Regions from separate parts of the Sus scrofa genome. Here regions 1 and 3 are each linked to region 2. A link is a contact called in public HiChIP or PLAC-seq data. All regions are on one chromosome and are shown on one strand. The core of a region is the stretch at or near the end of the contact, and the rest is flanking DNA. Distances in the headings are between cores, read along the strand shown.

Region 1 (3,353 bases), core at 627-3,126, 400 kb after region 2:
GGCTACTTCCTTCACCGCATCAGGGACAGGATGCCCTGAACTCTGGGTCCCTCCTGCTGGCCTGTCAGTCACTGACTCCCAGACCTCCATTTTCCCATCTGTGAAGTGGCCCTAGAGCCCTGCTCTCCCCCGGGGCCACACACACACAGACAGAAGGATGTCAAAGGACTCAGGGACCCCTGGATGTGGCACCATGGGGATTGGGGGGGCAGGGAACAGATCTCAAACCTACTGAATTTCCCAGGATGAGGCTTCAATGACCCACAGACATTTATTTCATTAGAATCAGCTGTGTTCTGGTCCCTGGAGGCCTTGTCAGGCTTTCTGGTTCTGCCTCATGCTTTTGAGAAAATGGAGAGGATCCCTGAATCTGTGGTAACTCAACCCCTCTAGGACACTAGGCAAAAACTGCTTTCTGTATTTGATTCTCATGACTGGGATAAGGTGGGGCTGGGGGCTGGGTAGGGGCAGAGATAATTTCCCACATAATTCAGATAAGGAAAATGAGGCCCAGAGAAGCCTCAGAATTGGCCTAAGTCACACACCAACCAAGGTCCCAGTCTGGCTAAGACTCTGAGACTGCAGATCCCCCTCCCCAGGATCCCTGAACACTGAGCATCATGGCCTTACTCCTCTGTCTCAAAGGCTGCCTCCGATTGAGGACCCAAAATGGGGGCCGGGGAGGGAATCAAAGGGGGCAGCGCGGGCGGGCGGGGATCCCTGCTGCAGCCAAGTACCCGCCTCTGACTGTCCGCCCTCTTGTTACCATGGAGACAGCCCCTCCCGGCAGTCGCGGTCAAAGGCAGGATTTCCGTCGGGGAGGCCAGCAATTCCCGGATCCCGAGAGGAACGTGGACCGAGACCGCCACCGCGGGCGGGAAGGGGGCACCCAGAGAGGCCCATCCTTGCCGAGGGCGGAGACTTCCCCAGGAAGCCGGGACCGACGCCTCCAGCGCCTCGAAGGAGTCCCCAGGCCACCCGGGACCCGCCCACCTGTGCGGGGTGGGAGGGTCTGGGGGCTGCCTCGTGGCAGCCTCCCCTCCCCTCTCCGCTACAGACTTCACCCTCGACTTCTGCCGATTCCGGATTGGGGGACTTCCTGGACCCCCGGAATTGTGCCCCACATTCTGCATCTTCCAGAAAGGGTTCTTCTTGACCTCTTCTCGCGAACTCCCTCACCTGATTCTCCCGGTCCCAGCCACTTAGTTCCTCTCTTCCAGACCCCTCGGCTTCTCCCCCAAATCCTCGCTTTCAAGGTCCCTTTAGTTTCTCCCCCAGCCCCTTTTGGGGGTCTCTTCGTTCTCCCCCCCCGACTCCGCCCCCTTCCCAAATTCTATCATTGCCACTCCACAGGTTCCCTCCGTTTTCCCCACCATACCTCTGCGTGTTGGGAGGGGTCCTTTTAGTCTATTGTCCCCATATTCCCTCAGCCCCCTCCCCAAATTGTATCAGTCTCAGTCTCCAGGTCGCCTCAGTTTTCCTCCTCAGGTGCTTTTCAAGGGGAGGGGGTCTCTTTGGCCTTCCACTCCCTCCGCTCTCCTCCCCAAGTTCAGGCTTCCGCTCCCACCCCTCCCCCATCCCACCCCCACCCCCACACCCCACCCCCACCCCCACCTCCCGGGGCCCAGGGCAGGCTGGGGGCGGGGCAGGGCTTGTTGTCCAGCCCCACTGACTGCGCCTACCTGCTCCCAGGGGAGTCCGCTTCCGACCGACCCCAGGGTGAGCTAGCCCGGCTCCCAGCAGCCACGAGTGCCGACGGGGGTGGGGGTGAGGAAACTGGGGTGCTGACCGCCGCCCGCTCTGGGCAGGGAGGAAGAAGCCGCCTCGGACGTCTCTTAGTGCAGCCGCGGTGGCGGTGGCTGTGCCGACGGGGAGAATTTGCAGTCACGCCCCAGCCCCAAGCCAGCTGCCCGCAGCGGGGAGGGGCCCTTAAATCCCAGGCCCTCCCGCCCCCCCCTTCCTACCTCCCCCGCGCGATCGCGTGGGGTCAGCTTTCCCAGGCCTCCCCCTGCACCCTGGCTCCTCTCCCCTGACCTGAACACCCAGCACTGCTTTCCCAAGACCCCTCCAAAAGGGCAGGTTCCTCACCCCCAGAAGCACCCACTCTTTAAAGGTTAAGAGGGGCTTTTCCATATCACTGCCCCACCCCCCTTTTGCAGCTGAGGAAACTGAGGCCCAGATGGGGACAGGCCTGAACCCAAGTTATCATGGCCAGTTGACCTCAGACTGCTGTCACCAGAGCCACTGCAATTCCAGTCACCACACTTTGCCATCTTCAGGGCCTGGGCACTATCTAGGACAGAGGGAAGCAGCAGAAGACCCCCTCTCCTAGGTGGAGTTCCCGTGGTGGCTCAGTGGTTAGCGAATCAAACTAGGAACCATGAGGTTGCCGGTTTGATCCCTGGCCTTGCTCAGTGGGTTAAGGATCCGGTGTTGCCATGAGCTGTGGTGTAGGTTGCAGACGCGGCTCGGATCCTGCGTTGCTGTGGCTCTGGCATAGGCCGGCGTCTACAGTCGATTAGACCCCCTAGCCTGGGAACCTCCATATGCCGTGGGAGCAGCCCTAGAAAAGGCAAAAAGACCAAAAAAAAAAAAAAGAAGAAGAAGACCCCTCTCTTAGGAAACTGCTTTTCAGAGGAATCAGCTGTGGGGCCGCACTGAGGAACTGGCACCATGTCAGCCTCCCACACCCACCCAAGGTTTAGAAAAACTGAGCATCATCCTCAGTGACAGTTCCAGCCTTTCCCACTGGCAGGGATCCCTGACCCTTCCCTCAGCCTGAGCTTCAATCCCCCTCCGACCACTGTTACTTCTTCAGTCTTCAACCAAAGGCCAGGAGAGTCCCTTCTGTCTGGGGAGGAAGGGATGCGTGTTGGAGGGCTGTTTGGTGGAGAAGGATGTGCGTTGGGATACAGTAGGGAGGCAGGGAGGGTATGTGAGCACTGTTTTGTGTGTGTGTGTGTGTGTGTGTGTGATTATAGGCAAGAAACACAATGACTGCCATTTTGGGATCAACAATTGGGGCACATGATGCAGGCATGTGTATTTCTATATATGAGCAGGGATGCATGGAAATATCTGTGTGTGTGTGCACATGTGTGTGCTCAGGTGTGTCTCCGTATGATTTAGGGTGGCAGAGAACAGTTGGGTATCGATAAGAATGCATTTCTCTTAGGGAACTGGGAGGAGGGATGGGGAGGTGCAGGTACAGGACTTGGGCAGAGTGGCTTCACCCTGGCTGGGCACCATCACCTCCACCATCAAGCACTCTCTGACTGGCTGTGGCCCTGTGTATTCAATTAGCAAACAAACATTTATCATTGCCCTTCTGGTGTCAGGCTTATGGAGGACAA
Region 2 (3,380 bases), core at 809-3,308:
TGATATGGTCAAATTTTAGAGATTCTTGCCAGTTTCACAGGTGGGCAAGACCTGCAGAAACAGCCCCCGGCTTGTTCAAGGTCATGTATTTGTTGGAATCAGTACACTCGGCTCCCCTTGCTTAGTCCTTGATTCTTCCAGGAAGCTAGATGCCATCTGGGGATAGGTGCTGGTGGCCCAGCTCCATGTACAGGCCTGCTACTGTCACAGAACCAAAGCCCCGTATCAGGAAGCCAGCTTCTGGCTCTGTCAAAACAGAGGCACCCGTGCCCTCCCGCAGCATGTCCCAGAACCTGTCTCATACCAGTCTGGCATTGCCACTCAGCTCCTGCGTGTCCTTGGGAAAGCTGCAAGGCTTCCTGCCAAGAGTCACAAACTCTCCAAACCAGCAGAGTCCCAGGCCCTCACGCCTTCCTCAGCTGGCTGGGGGCTGAAAAGGCAAAGGTGGCTTTCAAAGCCCCCTGGACACCCCTTCCAGGGAATTCTGGGCTGTGCAGGCTCTGGTGAGCTCCATCACCCAGCAGAACAGAGCGCTCAGACCTGGCAGGGAGATAATCCCCTGGAAGGGAAAAACTTTTCTGTTTCCTTCTCCCAAAAAGGCTTCAAAGTCTCTTCAGACCAGAACATCCGGAGCCCCTCCATCTGCCCCTCTCCCACTTGGTTGAGGGACAGGCAGGCCAACATGACTGGCCGGCCCAGACACCACCTAGAGACGCAGCTGGGTGCCAACCTGGAGGTGAGCTGGGGCCAGAACCTGGGTGCCAACCTGGAGGTGAGCTGGAGGGGTGAACCTCCCTCCCTCTCCCTCCACCCCCAAACCAGACTTCAGGCCCCCTGTCCCATAAACTGTAGAAGGAGTGGCATTCCAGGGCAGGAAACTGACTCAGGGGCTCCTGACCAGCCTGGGCAGGCAACGCTGACAGATAACATTGTGGGGATGAAGGAAGGTGGGAATATGGGGACGCCTCCTCTTCCACCACACCTGTAAGTCTCCAGCCCACAGGTCCCCCACTAAACTCACACTCCTTAGACAGACCCAGTAGAAATACACTCCATCCTGGAACACCCTCCCATGAAGCGTGTAATTGCACTGGTTGCTATTGACAGAGTAGACTGGGCCAGTTGCTGCAGACACTCCGGTCTCACACAGCTGGGTGCCTGGCTCCCCTCGGGGTATGGCCCAGCCAAAGGAGACTTGCCAGGCCTGGGAGCCTCACTGGAGGGACCTAGTATCAGGAGCACCCCTTCCTCCTCTCGCTCTCTTCCATGAACAATCCTGGCTCCCATTATAGGAGGCCTCAGACCACAAAGGCCACAGAGCTCAAGTTTGAGAAGGACCAAGATGGCAGGATGGAGGCTGCCCATGCGACAGGAGAAGTCCAGACCCTTATTCCTGGGCAGCCTCAGGCAGTAAGGATGGGGCAAGAAGCTCATCAGTCTGGTGGCAGCGGCAGAGGCATCGGGGCCAACTGGACTTACCTATCTTCATGAGGCAGGCCAGCAGGATCCAGAGGGAGATTTCGAAGGGTGTGCGCACGTGTGTGTAGTCGATGCCCAGGACGGGAAAGGCCTTCCGAGCTTTCATGCCGTGTTCAGTGACGGAATGGTTAACAGGGCGGCTCTCCGGGGCGAGCTCTGGTGGGGCGGTGGTGACATCCCCAATCGAGCGTTCCCGTGGTGGCTCTGAGCCTCTGATGGTGCTGGCAGTGGGGCTGGGCTGGAGGCCATGGCTTCTGAGAACAGGTAGCAGCCCCACTAAGGCTACCACCACAAGCAGCGAAGGGAAGATTCGAGGTGGAGAGAGGCCACAGATGCCAGACCACAGAAGCATCCTGCTGCGCCCCTCGAGCCTTAGCAAAGTGAGACCTGGGACATAGGCAGCGAGGAGTCTGCAAGGGGTGAGAGAGACCAGGGCGTCTCTAGGCAAAGTTCATGTTTTAGAGCTGTGTTTTTGTGGAAGCAGTCCTCTGGAGGTGGAGGAAGGTTGGCTTCACGACCTAGAACTCCAAACTGGGGAAAAGGGACAAGGACCCAGTTAGGATCATAGGAGGAGGCCAAAAGGTCTGGAACTCCAGGCCCGAGAAAGGGGTTTGGAGAGGAAGGGAGGGACTTCGCCCTAAGGACAGAGGAAGGGACAGGATAGGCTGAACCCCAGGCAAGGAAAAGGAAGCGGGAAGGCAGGGACCCTCGGCTGAGGAAAGTGACTGAGGAGCTGGGACTTGGCTAAGCGAAGGGGCAGGGAGCCTGAGCTAAAGGAAGAGGATGGAAGGGGGTGGGACCCGGTGCAGGAAAAGAAGAGGGGGCTGAGAGCCCAGGCTGCGAGGAAGGAGTGAAACCAGAAAGCGGCCGGGAGCTTCCCCACCCAGGGAAGGACCGGGGTGCAGGCGCGCCGGGCTGAGATTCCGGGGAAATGGAGGGAGGCGGAAGGCGGAGGCAGGCGGCCTGGCGAGAAGGCGCCTCGGCGCGGGCTGGGGGCGGCTCGCGGTGGGCCAGCAGCAAAACGCCCCTCCTTGCGGCCCCGGCTCGGCGCTGCGCCCCGGCCCAGCTGCAGCTCCTCAGCGTCCGGCTCCACTTCCAACACCGGCCCCAGCACCGGCAGCGGCTGACTGATGCCTCACTGAGCCCGGCGCTGCCACTTATAGGCACCAGCGAGCAGCCAGCGCAGCGGGCTAGAAGGACCTGTCGGCGCCCGCGCATTGCAGCGCCCTCTCTCGCCGAGGGAAGGAAGTATCCCGTCGAAAGAGCAGTGACAGTCAGAGATGGGCAAAAAAAAAAAAAAAAAAAAGAGTCCCAAATCTACAAAGATTCTAACTAACAAGGGTAAAATGCTTTACTATTTACAAAGTGCTTTCACATCCACAGTCGCATGGAGACTTCCCAATAATCTTGTGAGGGATGTATTATTACGGTATATATTTAGTTACAGTGTAACCTTGAGCAAGTTACTTAACCTCTCTGTTCCACAGCTTTCTCACGGGGAAGAGTGGAGATAACAGGAGTATCTCTATCTGCTAATGCTGCTGCGTATAGTATATGTGATGACTAAAGGTGATATTCTATGTAAACTGTTTAGAATGGAGCCCAGCGTGTAGAAGCACTATGATGGTTCCAGTTTTGTAGCTGAGGAAATAGGTGAAAGGAATTCCTTATGTAAACACTAGTTGTATTAGTTTGCTAGAGCTGCTGTAACAAAGTGCTGCAAACCGTGGTGGCTTAAAGAACAGGAATTCAGGTGTTCCCGTCATGGCAGGGCGGAAACGAATCCAACTAAGAACCATGAAGTTGCAGGTTCAATCCCTGGTCTTGCTCAGGATCCAGCGTTGCCATGAGCTGTGGTATAGGTTGCAGATGTGGCTTGGATCCCATGTTGCTGTGGCTAT
Region 3 (3,702 bases), core at 737-3,236, 380 kb after region 2:
GGTCTGCGGTAGAGAATTCCCGCCCCCGCTTCTCTCTCCCTCCTCCCTCTCGGTGCCCGCTGCCCGCCTCAGGGACAGCCCCAGCTCCCGCCTCCGGCCAGCAAGGCCCACATCCTTCCTCCCTCAGCTGGCCCCTTCGCCTGGCAGGAGACTGGGGGGGTCAGGCTGCTGGGGAACCCCTCCAGCTCCCACCAGCCCTCATCCCCAGCCCCCAAACTCTGGGTTGCTGTCCCTTTTCCTGTAGAACAGGAAACAAGGTTATTTCCTAGACTCAGAGCCAGCCCCCTGCCCCTCTGGCTCTGCCGGGGGACCAGGACCCAGCAGGGGAAGGCGCCCTTAGCCAGAAAGCAGAGGGATTCAGCAATTCACCCTCTGCTACCGGCCCAGGGGGCTGACAGCTGTCACTCAGCACCCCACCCCCTGGGGAAGAGGGGGCCGATTCAATCAGAGCCTCAGAGGAAACGCATTGATAGGCGATTATTTATTTATTTATGCAAAAGTGAGCCGACTTTGTTCGCCAGGTAACCGGGCACGCGGCCCAACCCCTCCAGCCCCGGCCGCCCCCAAATCCCTCCTCCACCCCACACCCCCTCCGGGTCATTAGGTCCCCGCCCCTCAACTCCCAGAGCACCAACGGAACCTTGGGATTTGGGGGTTGGAGGGGAGGTGCTCCTCCCTCCGCAGTCTCCCCCTTTCCCAGCGCGGTTCCTAAAATCCAGCCTTGTTCTCCGCTCCCACGGTCCCCCCTTCATTCCCCCCCCCGCCCCATTCTCAGCAAGCTGGAGAGCAAATTGCAGTTTTAAATCCAAAGACGGAGGGAGGGGGAGGAGGAGGGGGCGCGCGGCAGCGCTGGGCGCGCACCTCGCCCCCGAGCCGGGGGAGCCGCGGGGCGGCCAGGAAACCCGAGAACCCCCCCTCCCTGCCCCCCCTTCTCGTCCACCTCCCCCTCCCCCTTCCCGGCGCTGCCTGCCAGGCTTCGAGCCGAGCCCAGCCGAGCCGCGGGCCCCGGTGGAAACAAAGACCGATCGCACCGCGGGCACCGCAGCCACGGGGTCCGGCGGACCGGACCGGGGCACGCAGAGGGGGCGCGGGGCCCCCCCGGTGCGCTGCACAAAAGAGCCCGGCCGGACGGTCCCCAGCGGGGGTCTAGGGTGGGGAGGAGGCGCCACTCACCGGAGTGCTGGTCTGCCGGCTCCGTGGGTCCGAGCCAGGCGAAGGGCTTTGGGGGGCGTCTGTCTTCCGGCGGCGGCGGCGACGCGGGCGCCCGGCTGCTGGGGAGAGGAGTCGTGGAGGAGCCCTGAGCCGCCCGCCGTTGCTGACAGCATGGCTCGCGCCTCGGCTCACATTCTCCGCCGCTAACTCCGCTGGACACGGCCCCCCGCTCCCGCGGCGCCCCCCACCTCGATCACTCCTTCGCTCTCTCTGCGCCCCCCTCGCTCCCCCCACCGTGCACACACTCTCACAGCCCTGGACACCCCCGCCCCCACTCCCCCAATTGCAAACCTGGGAGGGAACGCGCCCCGCGTAGTCCTCCTCCTGCTCCTGCTCCTCTCCTCCGCCCTCCTCCCTCCCGCTCTCTCCGGCTGTCTGTCTGTCTGTCTGACTGTCTCTATCTCTCGCTCCCTCTGCCTTTCTCTGCTCTCAGAGCTGGGTGGGAAAAGGAAATGAGGACAGAAAGCAGACGCTGGCTTTGGGTGGTGGTAGCTGGATTCCCTCTCTCCCTCCCTCCCCCTCCTCCCCTCCCTCCTCCTGCCTTCTGCTCTCTCCGCTGCGAGCGGGGCTGAGCGCAGCCTGGCGGGTGGCTCGCTCTGCCCGCCCGCCCGCCCGCCTGTCTGTCTGTCTGGTCTGCCTCGCTCGCTCGCTCCCTCCCTCCGTCTCTCGCCCTCGCCCTGCCTGCCTGCCTCTCTCCGTCTCCGCCGCCGCCGCCGCTGCCTCTGCGAGCTCGCCTTACCTTCGCCGCTCACCATCCGGAACCCCAGGGGGGAGCGCGCGCGCGGCACGCCGGGACTTGTAGTCCCCGCCTCGGCCGCTCGGCGCGCGAGGCGGGCGGGGCGGCGCCCGCTGCTCCGACGGCGCGGCCGGGACCCCAGAGGGACACAGCGCCTGGGCCCCTCCCGCGGGGGCATGTTCTCTTTTACCAAGGGCTGCTGGTCTTCCTCAATGGTTGGGAACATTTCCCGCGTGCCTCGTCCCCCGCAGGGGCTCTGGCTCGAGCGGAGGTTGCGGGCGGCAGCGAAGGGGCGGGGTCTGCGAATAGAATGAGCGTAGAATGGGGAATCGAGGGATTAGCTAAAGGGCCTGCGACTTTCTGGGGCGTCCCAATTAAATGGGAGGGGAAGAAGAGAGAGGAGAGGGCCAGCTCCCTGAATTTGGGGGCGTTCTTCCTTTCTGAAAAGATTTCCTATTGAGTCAAGCGCAAAGGTTTATGGCGAGAGACCTGCTTCAGAAACCTCAAAGCCCACCAGCATCTCCTCCTCAGTGACATGAACTCAAGTTCTGAGCTCTGGGTTTAGCGCCGCCCACCAAAGCCCAGTCTTTCTGGCAGTCCAAGGGCGGCAAGGGCACAAAAGTCCTGGATGATCCACAGAACACACATACACACACCAATCCACAGAACACACACACACACACACACACACACACACACACGCATGCACACACACACGGGCTTTGCCTCCCTAAATTCGACTGAGTTTTTTCCTTGTGTCAGGAAACAAAATTCAGATTCAACAGTTCAGAGCTCCTGCTGTGCCCAGGGGGCTGGACTCAGCACTTTCACCTACCTCCTCTTCAGGTCACATCTGTTATCCAGCCCCTGGCTCCTGGCCCCCTGCCTGGCCTATCCCCACAGATGGGAATGTGCACTGCCAGGGCCTGGTTACCAAGGGGAAGTAGCTGGACAGCTCAGGAAGAACTGCTGCTGCCATTTATTGCACACGGCAGGGCCCTTGAGTCCTGCAAAGACCTGGCAAAATGGTACTGTTATCATTTCCATTTTAGAGATGAGGGCACTGAAGAAGTGGGAGAGCCCAGCCAGACCAGGGTGTGTTTGATTGCAAAGCCCACTGCTTACCCTCTGGGCCATGGCAGGGAGCTGTGACTCCCCAGGTCTCCATCTGACCTTCTCTCTCAGTGCCTGTGTGTCCTCCTTTGGCACCTCAATTCAACCAATGTTAACTGAGGTGTGCAAGGCTCACAGGGGACAAGGATATGAATAATGCATGGTCACTGTCCTGTCCTCAGTGTCTACCAACACCGGCCCTGACTGGTCCTGTGCTGGTCCCATTTCTGCACTACACACACTTCATCTGTGTGTCTGACAGTCCTTTGCCCAGTGTCTGCTGGCTGTTTCTGTCTTGCCCCATGTCTGAAGTTCCTTCAGCAGTGCCTTTGTCCTTGGCCCACCTGTTTCTGACTCTTCCTTTGGCCCTGCAGGGTGATGCGAGGTGATGGCCAGTGTGTGACAAAGGCAGGTGGTGTCATTGTGCCAACTGCAGCTCCCTGCCACCACCTTCCCTTCACCTCCACACCTCCCAAGCCCCTCCTCTAGGACAGTCTGAAACTCTCAGAGGACAAAAGAGAACCTGGGGGACATTTTCTATTGGCCTTTTGCAGGAACAAGGGGGGGGGCACAGCAGCAATGGGAATGGTCTAGGACTCTACATAGAACACCGATTGATCTGGCTTTATGGGCCTGGCATG

Evidence for each region. HiChIP or PLAC-seq counts read pairs in DNA pulled down with a chosen protein or histone mark.
Region 1: an H3K27ac HiChIP or PLAC-seq map of alveolar macrophages shows a contact between it and region 2. The contact joins the promoter of FGR here to the promoter of SLC9A1 in region 2. A contact is called at or near these places in 1 of 5 promoter capture datasets (fetal skeletal muscle) and 2 of 2 datasets of contacts at active chromatin or transcription factors (alveolar macrophages and skeletal muscle).
Region 3: a contact with region 2 is called in an H3K27ac HiChIP or PLAC-seq map of skeletal muscle, with 2.3 times the contacts expected there. The contact joins the promoter of LOC110261122 here to the promoter of SLC9A1 in region 2. A contact is called at or near these places in 1 of 5 promoter capture datasets (fetal skeletal muscle) and 1 of 2 datasets of contacts at active chromatin or transcription factors (skeletal muscle).

The regions. Positions count from the first base shown.
Region 1 is chr6:84,828,525-84,831,877 of Sscrofa11.1, forward strand. It overlaps FGR (tyrosine-protein kinase Fgr), which reads right to left and starts at 1,877. Exons shown (of 13, transcript XM_021095651.1): 1 at 1,683-1,877.
Region 2 is chr6:84,424,389-84,427,768 of Sscrofa11.1, forward strand. SLC9A1 (solute carrier family 9 member A1) reads right to left here and starts at 2,059. Exons shown (of 12, transcript NM_001007103.1): 1 at 1,480-2,059. The coding sequence starts at 1,831. All of the region lies in intron 2 of LOC110261121 (a long non-coding RNA gene), which reads left to right.
Region 3 is chr6:84,800,521-84,804,222 of Sscrofa11.1, forward strand. LOC110261122 (ankyrin repeat domain-containing protein 34A-like) reads right to left here and starts at 1,987. Exons shown (of 4, transcript XM_021095643.1): 1 at 1,952-1,987; 2 at 1,174-1,271. The coding sequence starts at 1,967.